Linked DNA regions of Mus musculus: region 1 is linked to region 2. A link is a contact called in public promoter capture Hi-C data. All regions are on one chromosome and are shown on one strand. The core of a region is the stretch at or near the end of the contact, and the rest is flanking DNA. Distances in the headings are between cores, read along the strand shown.

Region 1 (6,879 bases), core at 2,748-5,247, 2.8 Mb after region 2:
GAGATCAGGAATTGACAAATGGGACCTCATAAAATTGCAAAGGTTCTGAAAGGCAAGAACACTGACAATAGGACAAAACAGCAACCAACAAATTGGGAAACTGTCTTTACCAATCCTACAACAGATAGAGAGCTAATATCCAATATATATATATAAAGAACTCAAGAAATTAAGACTCCAGACAATCAAATAACCCTATTAAAAATGGGGTACAAAGCTAAACAAAGAATTCTCACTGAGGAAACTCAAATGGTCGAGAAGCACCTAAAGAAGAAATGTTCAGCATCCTTATTCATCAGGGAAATGCAAATCAAAACAATCCTGAGATTCCACCTCATACCAGTCAGAATGGCTAAGATCAAAAATTCAGGTGACAGCAGATGCTGGTGAGGATGTGGAGAATGAGGAACACTCTTCCATTGCTGGTGGGATTGCAAACTGGTACAACCACTCTAGAAATCAGTTCCGTAGTTCCTCACTAAATTGGACATAGTACAACCGGAAGATCCAGCAATACTTCTCCTGGGCATATACCCAGAAGATGTTGCAACTTGTCATAAGGACACATGCTCCACTGTGTTCATAGCAGCCTTATTTATAATAGCCAGAAGCTGGAAATAACCCAGATGTCACTCAACAGAAGTATGAATACAGAAAATGTGGTACATTTGCACAATGGAGTACTACTCAGCTATTAAAAACAATGAATTTATGAAATTCTTAGGCAAATGAATGGGATTAGAAAATACCATCCTGAGTGAGGTAACCCAATCACAAAAGAACACACATAGTATGATTCACTGTTAAGTGGATATTAGCCCAAAAGTTCGGAATACCCAAGATACAATTAACAGATCACATGAAGTTCAAGAAGATGGAAGACCAAAATGTGGGAGCTTTGGTCTTTCTTAGGAGTAACAAAATACTCAACGGAGCAATTACAGAGACAAAGTGTGGAGCAGAGACTGAAGGAAAGGCCATCCAGAGACTGCCCCACCTGGGGACCCATCCCATATACAGTCACCAAAGCAGACACTATTGTGGATGTCAAGAAGAGCATGTTGACAGGAGCCTGATATAGCTGTCGCCTGGGAGGCTCTGCTAGAGCCTGACAAATACAGAGGTGCATGATTGTGGCCAATCATTCAACTTACCACTGGGTCCCCAATGGAGGAGTTAGAGAAAAGACTGAAGGAGCTGAATGGTTTGCAACCCATAGGAAGAACAATATCAACCAACCAGAGCTCCCAGGGTCTAAACCACCAACCAAAGACTACACATGGAGGGACCCATGGCTCCAGCTGTATATGTAGCAGAGAATGGCCTTGTAGGGTATCCATAGGAGAAGAGGCCCTTGTTCCTATGAAGGCTGGATGCCCCTTTGTAGGGGAATTTGAGGGCAGGGAGGTGGGAGTGAGTGGGTGGGAGAACACCCTCATAGAAGCAGGAGGAGGGGGGAAGGGATAGGGAGTTTCTGGAGGGGAAATCGGGAAAGGAGATAACATTTGAAATGTAAATAAATAAAATATCCAATTAAAAAAAAACTACTAAAAATGAAAAAAAAGAGAAATATCAAAAAACAAAACCCAAAACTACTTAGAAAGAAAGAGATTAGCATCACAGAAAAGGTATAGACAATAACGGAGGGGTGATATGAGCAAAGGAGACATACTCTACATATAGAAATATGTCATAATGAAACCTATCATTTTATATAATGAGTACAGCATAATAAAAGAGTACACTTAAATACTTAAGTACCTGTACATTTTTATCCATTTGTCTTAAGGATATCATCTAGCTATTCGTCTATTAAGGTAGCCAACATACTAATGATGTCTGTCTTAATATCTGTCTTAAATTTTTATCCCCCAAGCAAGTAATAAAATTTGTGAAAATCCATGTTAGATTTGTCTAAAAATCAAAATTCCTTATTCATAAAAAAGTGATCAAAGGAATATAGCAGAGCTGAAGGTGAAAATGTATAATTCAACAGAGCCAACATAAATAAGTCAAGTCATTGGAGTTCAAGAGTAGTAGGAATTACACCAGACAAAATATCTTTATTAAAGTGGTGTTAGCTAATTTCACAGACAAATAGGCTGATACCACAGGAAGGCAGGTAGCATACTATTATAGATACTGTACTGTTTCTTTTTTGTTTCTTTGTTTTTCGAGGCAGGGTTTCTCTGTATAGCCCTGGCTGTCCTGGAACTCACTCTGTAGACCAGGATGGCCTCGAACTCAAAAATCCGCCTGCCTCTGCCTCCCAAGTGCTGGGATTAAAGGCGCGCGCCACCACTGCCAGGCAGTCTGGCACTTTTTACTTGAGAACCTGCTGCCAATGCTTGCCTAGGAAGTTCTCAGGTTCAGGAAGGCGATCTTCACTTTCCTCCCTGTCTACCACTGTAAATTTCAGCATGCACAGGACCTGCAGTTCTAAGCCAGTATTGAGAGGGAAAATAGAAACAATCCTCCATCCTAACCCAGAAGCTATATCCAATTGATAACTGCTGCAGAGCAAATCATTTTTCCAGTGATGTCTGGGTGTACAAACCATATTTAAGGGTAGTCCCTCCCGATGCCTAGCAATAGATGGCCAACATAAAACGAACTTAATGGTATTTTTAGAGGGTTTTTGTCTCACACTGCTTTGTCTGAACATTTCCATTTAATATTAAAAATCTTTTGTTTATTATGTATTATGGTTTCTGCTTTTGTTTTTATGTTTTGTGTGTATATCTCTGTGTGAATGTGTCTCATTGTGTCTCTAATGCTCTTTCTTTGGCTTTTTTCCCCCTCCTGTTTATTTGGTCCTTCTGTTTTTAAAATCTTATTTTATCATCATCATTTTAGATGTCTGTTTATATTCTTATGAGAAAGAGAAAAGAAAATGTGTGGATTTGGGTGAGTGTGGAAATGGAGGAGGTTCTAGGAGAGGTTGGGGCGGAGAAAACTAATCGGAATATACGGTAGGAAAAAAAATAAATTTTCAATAAAAAAAACAAAGCTAAGCCCTTCTCTTAGTATTGATGCTTAAATATAAATAATCCCAACACCATTTTTTTTTTAAATTACATAGTTGATGGGGATCAGCTCTAACTAGCAATGTAAAATTAGCAGTTGTAGATAATAAGTTTAGGAGTACACACTCTGTAGTTAGGCAGCCTGGAACAAAAATCTCTCTTCACTTATAAGTCGTTTAACCCAGTGATTCAATAAACTCGTCTGTACAAAAGGAAACACTAGGGTTCCACGTTTGTTGAGGAAATTCTTGACAGCCTTTGAAACACAGCTACCCGATCTACAGAACTCTGTAAATACAAACTGTTATTAAGAAGCTTCAGCAACATTTCGTGAACCGGTACGTCAGCCACTGCTTATCATTAAACAGGTTTTCGGCATAAAAAAAAAAAAAAAAATCTTACAGCCGTTTGCCTAGCATCTTCCACCAAACTCCACATACTGCAGGCCTACAGTCCCCTCCGGAAACTGGAACTGGTTTTGGTTTGTGTTTTCAAAGCCAGTGCCTTTCTCTTCAATTAGTAGAAAATGAAGCCTCAGAGGACTTTTCTCACTAGTGTTGGTTTCCACCCTGTAATATCCTCGAAGGGTCCCGGGACCCCCGGCCCGCCCCCGCCCCGGCCCGCCCCGGCCGCGCCCCGCAGCAAAGAGCGTAGACCGGGAGGGGGCGGAGCCTGCGGACAGAAGCCAAGGCTCCGACCGATAGCCTGAAAGGGCCAGAAAGAGGGCGGGGCCGGCAACGCGCGAGGCCCAGACCTGGAAGAGGTGCTGCCCAGAGCATGCCTGACGCGATGTCAGCACGACCTATCTTCATTTTCGCTTTCCATGTTCAAAACGGTATAGTCTCCTACCTTCCAATATTAAAACTATTATTTATTGTCGCTATGTCGTTTCTGTGTTTTTCCTTAGGGCAAAAGAGGAAGCGCTTCAGTCAGGCAGATACTAGGCACCAACAGAGCGCAGACGCCTCGGAGTTGGGGTCCTTTGCTCGCGCCGAAATTCAAAGGAACAGTTCCGGCACGGTTGTTGGCTGCAGCGGATGCGGTGCCCGGGATGGTGGCGTTCGCCCGGTAGCGCCTGAGTACAGGTCGGGTGGCCTCACTGTCCACTTTCGCGTCGGGTTGGAACTTTGCTGGTTCCCCTGGCCAGCCGCTTTGTGGCGGGTGCGTAGTGCTGCTCTTGGCCCGGCCTGGTGTCCAGGCGGGAGATGAGGCACAGGGGTGGGCAAGATTCTCAAGGAGGGACTTGAAGCGAGAATTAGAGATGTTGACTGTTGTTCATCCGTAAGGTGAATCGAGAAAGGCTTGGGCAAGCGAGAGAACACGGAATTTTAAAACGAGGCAGTAGAATGGATTCACTTCGCCCTTAAGGTTCACTAACTACCCGGGTTCTGAGAGTCGAGTGTAAACAGAGTTAAGGTCGTATGTAGGCAAAAAAGCACAACGGGACCGAGAATGAGTTGGAAAGACGGTGCCGACTGATGTCATCTTTTACTGCTGTGGAGGAAAAAGGAAGGAGAGGATGGGTGTGCGTGCTATTAGGGAGATCCATGAAGGACTCCTGTAAGATGTATGCTAAGTGGTGTGCAGTAAAGAGTATTCAGTCCAGTGTCGTCTGTGGCAAGGATAATGAAATGGGAAATAATTAGTAGTCTCTGTTAACTACAGTATTGTAGTGCAACACGAACCTAGGAAAGTGGACAGTAATGATAAAGATGATTTTTAGGTTAAATGGTTTAACTTACCGGCATTGGCTAACGGTTGGATGTTTTAAAATCTGAGCCAGCTGTTTTTAGGAGAAAAAGTAGTTTGGCAGGTGTATTTTTTCTTTTCTTTTCTTTTCTTTTTTTTTTTTTTTTTTTTTACTTTACGTTATTGTGTATCCTGTCGTATTTACTATGATTTGAGGGTTTTTAACATTCTACATAAATGATCTTATTTCTGTTTTATACAGACGTGACTTGTAGCTTGTTGCCTAACAGGCTTACTAACCCAAGACAGTTTAGAAAATGTATGTTAAATCAATCATTCTCGAAGGATTCAAGTCCTATGCACAGAGGACTGAAGTCAATGGTTTTGACCCCCTCTTCAATGCGATCACTGGTTTAAATGGTAGTGGAAAATCCAACATATTGGACTCCATATGCTTTCTCCTAGGCATCTCCAACCTGTCCCAGGTAAAGTGTCAGCTTTTCTGACTTATGTGTTGGCAAGAGAATCTGTTAATCTGTGGAGACTTTGGGTTTTCTTTCTTTGCATGTTTGTACTTCATGTGTTTTGTTTGTACTTCATGTGAGTTATGTTGTGTTGCAGTGCAGCCGTTTAAGCAAATACTATTACTGTTTCATCCTGTAGACAGACGAAAAGATACATACAGAGGCCTTGCCTGAGGTTTGTCCTCCTAAGCTGTTGGGAGTAACACCCATACCAGCATACCAGCACTGTTATATTGGGTAGTCTCTGTTCTCAGTCCATACCTGCTCTTTTTTTTTTTTTTTTTTTTTTTTAGTTTCCCACATTTCTTTTTTTTTTTTTTTTTAATTTTTTATTAGGTATTTTCCTCACTTACATTTCCAATGCTATCCCAAAAGTCCCCCATACCCACCCCCCAACTCCCTTACCTACTCACTCCCCCTTTTTGGCCCTGGCGTTCCCCTTTACTGGGGCATATAAAGTTTGCAAGTCCAATGGGCCTCTCTTTCCAGTGATGGCCGACTAGGCTATCTTTTGATACATATGCAGCTAGAGTCAAGAGCTCCGGGGTACTGGTTAGTTCATATTGTTGTTCCACCTATAGGGTTGCAGACCCCTTTAGCTCCTTGGGTACTTTCTCTAGCTCCTCCATTGGGAGCCTTGTGATCCATCCAATAGTGAGCATCCACTTCTGTGTTTGCTAGGCCCCAGCATAGTCTGGGTCCTTTCAGCAAAATCTTGCTAGTGTGTGCAATGGTGTCAGCGTTTGGAAGCTGATTATGGGATGGATCCATGGATATGGCAGTCTCTAGATAGTCCATCCTTTCGTCACAGCTCCAAACTTTGCTTTGTCTCTGTAACTCCTTCCATGGGTGTTTTGTTCCCATTTCTAAGAAGGGGCAAAGTGTCCACACTTTGGTCCTCGTTCTTCTTGAGTTTCATGCGTTTAGCAAATTGTATCTTATATCTTGGGTATCCTGATAAGTGGATATTAGCCCAGAAACTTAGGATACCCAACATACCTGCTCTTTTTGAAGGGACTCTTGTTGGCCTCTCGTGGAAATATGGCTCTAGCAGGCCATGCCCTTCCATCCAGTCCCTCTGCCTTGCTAAAAACTGTTAGATTACATTCCTAAAGTTAGCCACCAAGGTCCATTCCCTTATTTTGGTCACTTCTGCCTCCTGAGGCTGACTGCCAAGGTCCAGCTATCAAAGTATTGAAGTCCAGCAATCAAAGCACCCCCCCCCCCTGGCTCACCTAATTAAAATGCCCAATCAAAATTAACCAATTTATCCTAACATGGGGGTTTCCCATTTATGTTTATAAAGTGCTGTTTGTCTGTGGAGCACAGCTGTCTCCCACCCTCCCAGAGGCAGTCCTTTGTTGTCTCTACTCCCAAACCCAGGACAAATACCCCTTTCCCTTTCCCTCTCCCTCTCCTTCCCTCACTCTTGTGTCTTGAGCCAATACTGGTTCTTTCACTTGTGCTTACAGTGAATGCCCTATCAGAGTGAACTAATGGGCATGGGATGGCTAGTGAAGTTCATAGACAGTACTTCCTTGAGTTTTGAAATTAATTCTTGCTAAGTCAGTAGAAATTCAAAACAGAAAGAAAGTGCTATTGAAAAAAGTACATATTATAAGTTATTGTCTGTAGTCCTT
Region 2 (7,325 bases), core at 1,276-3,775:
ACACTTTCCTACCGGAAAGTCTCAGTTAATAGAGAGGTGGTCCTTTTTCCAAAACAAGTTTTGAGAATTAACACAATCTCAAATCAGTTTACTCCAAGAGGAAGCAATATGGCTTCAACAAACAAGCATTTGCACAGGAATTGGTAAATCTTACAAGGTAATTCCAAGGCACACCTTTTGATGTGGGATAGCAAGTAATACACCTGGCAGCAATGATGATTTATGCTTCTTAGAACCAGTAAGAATGTCTTCCTTAAATTTTGTTCGTAATAGGAAGGGCTGAGTGATAAATGGGACGAGAAGGGCAGCTATGTTGATTCAAATTATAGAAAATGTACATAGTATGACCATTTTTTATTACATATAGGGAATATAATTTAATGAAAGTGAGCTGAGAGGCATGAGAGAAGGTTTCCTGCTGGCTTTCTACATGTCTGCAAAGAACATGTATGACCTCAGTGACCTGTACTCAAAATTTCACTCCACAATGAGTCTTGTGCCAGACACATGGACGGTGAGCAGGGCAGCAAGTAAGCCTAAATCCCCTTTAATCCCTAATTTAAATTGCTACATTTATGGTGTATTAGATATCTTATATTTGTGAGTTTGTCCCTTTTCATTATTGTTGTTGTATTAATTCTTATTTATTATATTGAGACAAGGTCTTGTTATGAAGCTCAGACTGACATGAAACTAGAGATTCTCTTACCTCAACCTCCCTAGCACTAGGATTGCGAGCCTGGGCCACTATGCCAGTGTGTGCCATGGCTCTTGTTATTTTAATTACTGAGACTTTATAGCATGTTTTATTATCTTATTAAGCCTATTTTTTTTCTCATGACCCAGTATAATTCTCCTAGCTTTTAAAAACAACTTTGGTCTACAGCCACACCACCCTCAATGCCCCCAATCTTGTCTAAAAACAACTTTATTGAGGCACATTTAGTACAACAAAATGTACCATTTAATTGTTCAAATAGTTCAAAGTTTTGACAAATTGATAGTCAGATTACTATCAACACATTAAAAAATTAACGAAAGCATTTTAAAGAATGTTTTGAATTATAATTAGAAAAACTACTCCAATTAAAATATGGATCCATATAAATGAGCAAGTCAAACACAGGTAATTAGGTATGGGTTCCTATGGATAAAGGCAAGCAAATTAAAACTACATACCATTATTAATATAATTACATTATTAATAATAACTACATTGTTAATATTAACTTCAAATATAGAAAAATTTAAAGCTAAACAGAGAATCTCAACAATCTAAAAGATGTAGTTTTGTTTATATTTTTCTTTTTTTTTTTTCTTTTTTTTTTTTTTTTTTCTTTTTGCTCCATGCTTATCATTTCCATTTCTTTTTTTCTGGTTCTCATCATATTAAGCATTAGACGAACCTTGTTTGCTCTTCTGGTCTCATAAACTATGTGGCGCATAAAGACCCCCTAGAAATCCTCCAATAAAACTATTTCCCATACATGGTTTATTTCTCTCAGGGAAACCGGCGTGCACTTGCGCGCACACCCACACCTGCAGTTTCTGGTGATAATCCGCATGGTGAGATCATCACTGAAGCCGCATTGTGGTCCCGCAGGGAGAGCAAGGGTCGAGCAGGAGATGCCAGGTCACTGTGACCTGCGGGGGTTCAGGTCCCGCGACAACCTCCTGAACGCAGTGCGGCACGGGCGACGCCTGGCACAAGAACCTGAGCGAAAGCTGCGACACACCCATCCATCCACTCTGGGGAAAATAATAGTGACTGAAAACCCCTAGCTTGGCATCTAGGGCCCTCGCTGACCTTGGGGAGTCCCCTCTGCCCACCGGCCTCAGTTTGCCCACCTTCAGGCAGAGACTGCGAGTCCAGCGCAGTGGCGTTCCAGGCGCGGGCGTTCCCGGGAGCGGGAGGGGCGCCTTCCTCCGGTCACCTTCGCTGGAGGACGCGCCCCGCCGAGGACGGGCGGAGGGGCCCCCGCTCCCGGGCAGCCATTAGGGGGTAGCGCTCAGGCCGGCCGCTGTGTGGGGCTCCCGGGCTGCATCCTCGGGCCTGGTGACAACCCGGCCCGGCCGGCGACAGCCAAAGAGCGAGGCGACCCGCCTGGTGCCACAGACGCACCGAGGGCGGGGCCGCGGCCGAGCCAGCCTGCGGGGCTCAGGGCGGGGGACGCAGGCCTCGGGAGCACCACTCCCCTCATCGGCCGTCGCTCCCACATCGCGTCCCCTCGAGGGCGCGCTTCTCCGCGACACCAGCCCGGCAGGAAACCTACCCCGTGGAGGCGTCAGCTACGTCCTGGCTTGCCAAGGCCACCGCCGCTGTAGCCCAGGCCACCGCTGCTGTAGCCCAGGCTGGCTGGTCTCGATGGTGGCGCCTTGGCAGAACCCTGCCGGGCGGAGAGTAGCGGAAGGCTCGCCTCCTCCAGCATTCGCTCCGGTGCAGGGCTCCCCTCGCTCTGCCAGGCCACGTGACCTGAGAGCTGCGGAGCAACTGCAGCCCCCAAAGCTGGCTTGGGGGTGGGGGTTGCGGGGCGGGGTGGGGGAGAGGCAAAAGGCGCCAACTGATGGGCAGCGAGGGAAAAGCAGGGTCGCTCCCAAGTCAGGAGAACAGGATGATGTCCCTTTTATAATGTGAATGCAAGCCTAGGTTTTATTCCATCAGGTGGGCACAAGAAGAAAGATGTATTTTAATAAAGCATCTCGCCCTTTGCGGAAGCGTTTGTGTAGAAACCTATTTCTCTGTTTCTGAATGGGCTTTAATCTTCTAAACGCCTTCTGTTTAAATGCAAAAGCCCCTGGGAGACATAACTGGAGAGGGAGAAAAATATACGCACTGGGGTAGAGTAATCCTGACGTGCAACACAGGGAAAGCATAGGAAATGACTCAAGGAAGGGGGAAAAAAACTGCATGTCTGACTATGAGAAGGTAAAAAACAGCCAGCTTAGTACCCTGGCCTCACCAGGGCTCTCACCACCATACATCTTTGTGGCCATTTTTATTGCTTCTATTCCATGTCAGTTTGCCAGTGTAGGCTAGGACTTAAATGAGTATTTTGGATGTACATATAATAGGAATTTTTTTTTTGGTGATCATAATGTTGTATTGTCTGATCATTATCACTTAAATACTCAGGATGGAAACAAGTTGCAAGATTAGGAGGCACCGATAGAAAATATCCAGTAAAACCCTTTCTGTAACAGGGTACATACGAGTTTACAGGGTTAAAAAGAGGAAATTCCATAAGTAAATTATTTGATGCAAAAAATGAGATCATCATCTTGTTTCCAGATGTTCTAGCTGCTTTCTACTACAGAGGCGAACAATCCTGAGCTCAGCCTATTGAGCCAAGTTCCTGCTGTTGAAGCCTCTCAGAACTCATGTCACTGGGGTTCTTTGTGTCCACTTGAAGGAGCCTTGAGGTGATCGCAGAAAAAGACAACCAACTACAAGAAAGGCCATGATATCTGCCTGATTTAGGTGAAAATTTCTTGTCATTTGCTTGTCTGGTTTGTATGTTTTAGCTGTGTGTACTGGCTGGTTCTGCGTGTCAACTTGACACAGCTAGAGTTATCACAGAGAAAGGAGCTTCAATTGGGGAAGTGCCTCCATGAGATACAGTTGTAAGGCATTTTCTCAATTAGTGATCAAGAGGGGAAAGGCCCCTTGTGGGTGGTGCCATCTCTGGGCTGGTAGTCTTGGGTTCTATAAGAAAGCAAACTGAGCAAGCCAGGGGAAGCAAGCCAGTAAGAAACATCCCTCCATGGCCTCTGCATTAGCTCCTGTTGTCTGACCTGCTTGAGTTCCAGTCCCGACTTCCTTCAGTGATGAACAGCAATGTGGAAGTGTAAGCTGAATAAACCCTTTCCTCCCCAACTTGCTTCTTGGTCATGATGTTTTGTGCAGGAATAGAAACCCTGACTAAGACAGCGTGTGTTTTTAACTTTGTTGGTAGTGCTTCTTTCAGTGTTTTATTCCCAGTTCTTTTGAGATTAGAAAACTCACCCGTAAGATTTTGTTCACTAAGTCTGTGGAGAGCTTTTCTTTAACGGTCCAGAATAAAGCCTGTCTTTGAGGAGTGTTCCATGTGGCCTTGGAGCGATACATGCTGGGCAACTGTTTGGTTTTACAGTGGTTTCATTATTTTAAAGCGTCCTGTCAGGCATAGTACTGTTGACACTGTCTTTCCTGGTTTTGACTTTCTAGCTTTGTCAGCTGTGGAAAACTGTCTGTGAAGATTAATGAAGCTGTGCATCATCCACTTTCTTCTCACTTTAAATGTTCACACGTCTTATCATATGTTCTATTGCTCTGTAATCAGGCGTATGTACACGGATGACGGCTCTCCCCTCTACCAATACAAAGTGCCTCTACCTTTGGCAGTATGTTTATAACGCATCTGATAATAAACCAGCTATTCCGGCTTTCTTCTCTTTTCTCTAGACGTATCTAATGAATGACAAAACAAAACAGGCCATTGCTGGTATTGCATTAACTCTGAAGTCTACAACTTTCTCCAAGGACTATTGGGTGTTGCTCTAGCACACAATTTACTTGCCTGGATTCAGTGTTCAATTTCACACTGTGTGTTTCCTGCAATAGCTGATATCTCGGATCATTTTTCCTCCTCTCCTTTTACCCCTCCCCATCCATCCAGCTTCTGTTATACTTGCATAGGCTCCCCACTCCCCCACGGTGTCTTGTCTGTATTCCAGTAGATTTGCAATCACCTGAAGATTTGAGAAGATTCTAAATCCAGTTTGGGGGGATTTAGTTTATTTCTGTTTTCTTGTATTACACCTCCCTATCTAAATTTCTAGCCTCTCTTCCGCCTCCCCCTGAGCTGATGCCCTGATGCTTCAAAGCTGAGTAAGGCTTCAGCTCTGAGCTTCGTGGACTTTATCCAATTGCACACACACAGCAAAGCAAAAAGTATGAATCTCACCCAGGGCAGTTTTATCTTTCAAACATAGACCCTCTTTTGATGTGTATCTGGGGTATTTTGTTTGATTTGTTGGCCTCTTTGCCTGGGGCATTGCCAGTGAGTTTGAGAAGTTCAGAAGTCAGCGGGGCTGTGGCTGCAGTTTATACTAAGGTGAATCTCAGTCATTCTGCTGCTCTCTGGCTTCTAGCATTTTCCCCTCATTTCCCAGTTCTCCTAGCAGTGAAGTGTGTCTAAAGCCACTGTGTACTTGGAATCCTCTTTTTTCTGCTTCAGTAGCTGTGAAGATTAAAACAATGGGAAACCAACAAAAACAAAAATACAAGTAGAAAATGTCACATTTTGTTACGGTTTGAATCTGAAATGTCCTTGCACACGCATGTGTTGACCATTTGGTCCCCATCTGGTGACAGTATTTGGATAAGCTCTGGAAGCCTTGGAATGGATGCCTAGCTGGAGGAGGGAGGTAAGTCAGACCTGGCCTTTGAAAGTTATACCTGGTCCCTAGTCCCTCCCTTGCTTTCCTTCTTTCAAGTGGTTTCTGTCTGTCATTCTATCACAATGTGGAGAAAATCAGGCAATACACAATTTATCAAGTGGCTGCCTCCTTCAGATTGCTTTTTGGTTCTTTTTACATCTGGCCAGAATTTATAAAGGTCTTCTGCAGAAAATGTAATGCATAAATCCACCCAACTCCTACCAGAAATTGGAGTATTAATTAATTAATGAGATAATCTATAATTACATTTGTTTGTTCATTTGTTTTTAGTAGGACTGGCTGGAACTGATTATGTAGACCAGGCTAGCAATGAACTCACAGAGATCCACCTGCCTCTGCCTACTAAGGCTGGAATTAAAGTCATCCAAAAACATGCCTGGCTGGGACCTCCATTTCATTTATGTACCATGTAGGCAGAAAAATAGGCAGATGATTTTCAGTTGTATGTCTAGGTAATTGTTACATTCTGTCTCCTTCCCTTATTTTCCCACAGATGCAGTTACTCACACGCACATCAAAAAAGAATATGTTAAAAAAAAAAAAAGAAAGAAAGAAAAGAAAATCGATTCTGTAAGCATTGTTTATGCAAACTTGAAACCGGAGATTTGGAAAAAGCATTACAATGCTCTGTCAGGAATGCAACAAGATATGAGGACAGAGAAATTAGCATTTGAATAACAGGAGGGTAATCTTTAATCTTTACACACTGCACAGAGACATCATGCCTACAATATTTCAACACATAAATGCTTTCTTTTTAAAATTAATTTCAGATTTAGAATAACACATTGTGTGTGTGTGTGTTTATGTGTATGGCCCGAACTGTTCGAAAGGGAACATTTACCCTCTTAGGCTCATCACTCTGTCTTTACTTCTGTGTCTTATGAATGTTTCTGTGTGAATGGATGGCTGCTTGACAGTAACTTGGAGTCCTGCCCCCTTCTCCTGAAATCCTTCCACATTTATTTTATAAATACAGAGACAGCCTGCCCAACCCCAGCACACATCTCAAAATTGGAAAATGAACCTTGAAAGACTATTTATCTATTTCACAGCTTTTATTTAAATCGAATCCATTGTCACAGTAATGTCCATTTCAGTAAACAAAAAGGAAAAAAGTCTAGTTTGGATGCAGATCCAGAATCATAGTTTGTGGTTTTGGGGTTTTCTGTTTGTTTTTGTTTTGTTTTGTTGTCATATCTCTTGAATTTCTCTTAATCATTGTCTTTCTTTGCATCAGTTTCTCACTTTAGACATATATATATATCACAGTTTTAGTATCTGCAGGTCTCGGTGACTCACTGGGCAAGGGCGTTTGCTGCCAAGCCTGACAGCCTGAGTATGATACCCAGGGCTCTCCTGGTGGAGTCCCCTGACCTGCACACACACACACACACTCCAAATAAAAGAAATTGGTGTAAAAGGAACCTCACTTATTACCTCACAGTTCTGGAAGTTAAAAGTCCAAAGTTACGTCAACGTCAGGGCACTGGCAAGCGGTTTCTTCTCTGGCTGCTCTGAGAAGAGAGTCGGTTTCCTCATCTTTCTTCAGTCTTCCGATCCTGTTTATGTTCTCTCTTGGGTGAGCATCTTCCTGTGTACTTTGAGCTGGCCGCACTTCCCTCTGTTACTGACGCTGGCTCTCCTGCCTCCTGCTTACTAAGCACAGTAGTGATCGTACCTGGCACATGTGGATAATCCAGGAGCATCCTCTTCTCAAGTTGCCCCGCTTAATCACATTTGCTGTGGACGGTGAAGGGTGCTTAGGTTGACGGGGATCAGGAAAGCAGTGGGTCAGGGGATTTGTCATCCTGCCGCAGTGTTCATCACCTACAGTGTTTCTCAAAGTCACTGTCAGTCCTGTTGAGAAGAAGGTAAATGCACAT

The links. Capture Hi-C pulls out chosen DNA fragments and counts their contacts.
Region 1: a contact with region 2 is called in a promoter capture Hi-C map of adipose tissue, with 4 times the contacts expected there. The contact joins the promoter of Smc2 here to the promoter of Pgap4 in region 2. A contact is called at or near these places in 2 of 39 promoter capture datasets (hippocampal neurons and liver) and 1 of 9 other capture datasets (adipose tissue).

What each region holds. Positions count from the first base shown.
Region 1 is chr4:52,435,224-52,442,102 of GRCm38.p6, forward strand. Smc2 (structural maintenance of chromosomes 2) reads left to right here and starts at 3,998. Exons shown (of 25, transcript NM_001301412.1): 1 at 3,998-4,187; 2 at 4,978-5,200. The coding sequence starts at 5,033. Smc2os (structural maintenance of chromosomes 2, opposite strand) reads right to left here and starts at 3,741. Exons shown (of 2, transcript NR_045175.1): 1 at 3,429-3,741.
Region 2 is chr4:49,595,351-49,602,675 of GRCm38.p6, forward strand. It overlaps Pgap4 (post-GPI attachment to proteins GalNAc transferase 4), which reads right to left and starts at 2,526. Exons shown (of 2, transcript NM_025944.4): 1 at 2,274-2,526. It overlaps Gm33106 (a long non-coding RNA gene), which reads left to right and starts at 489. Exons shown (of 3, transcript XR_390562.3): 1 at 489-530; 2 at 1,506-3,478; 3 at 4,205-4,422.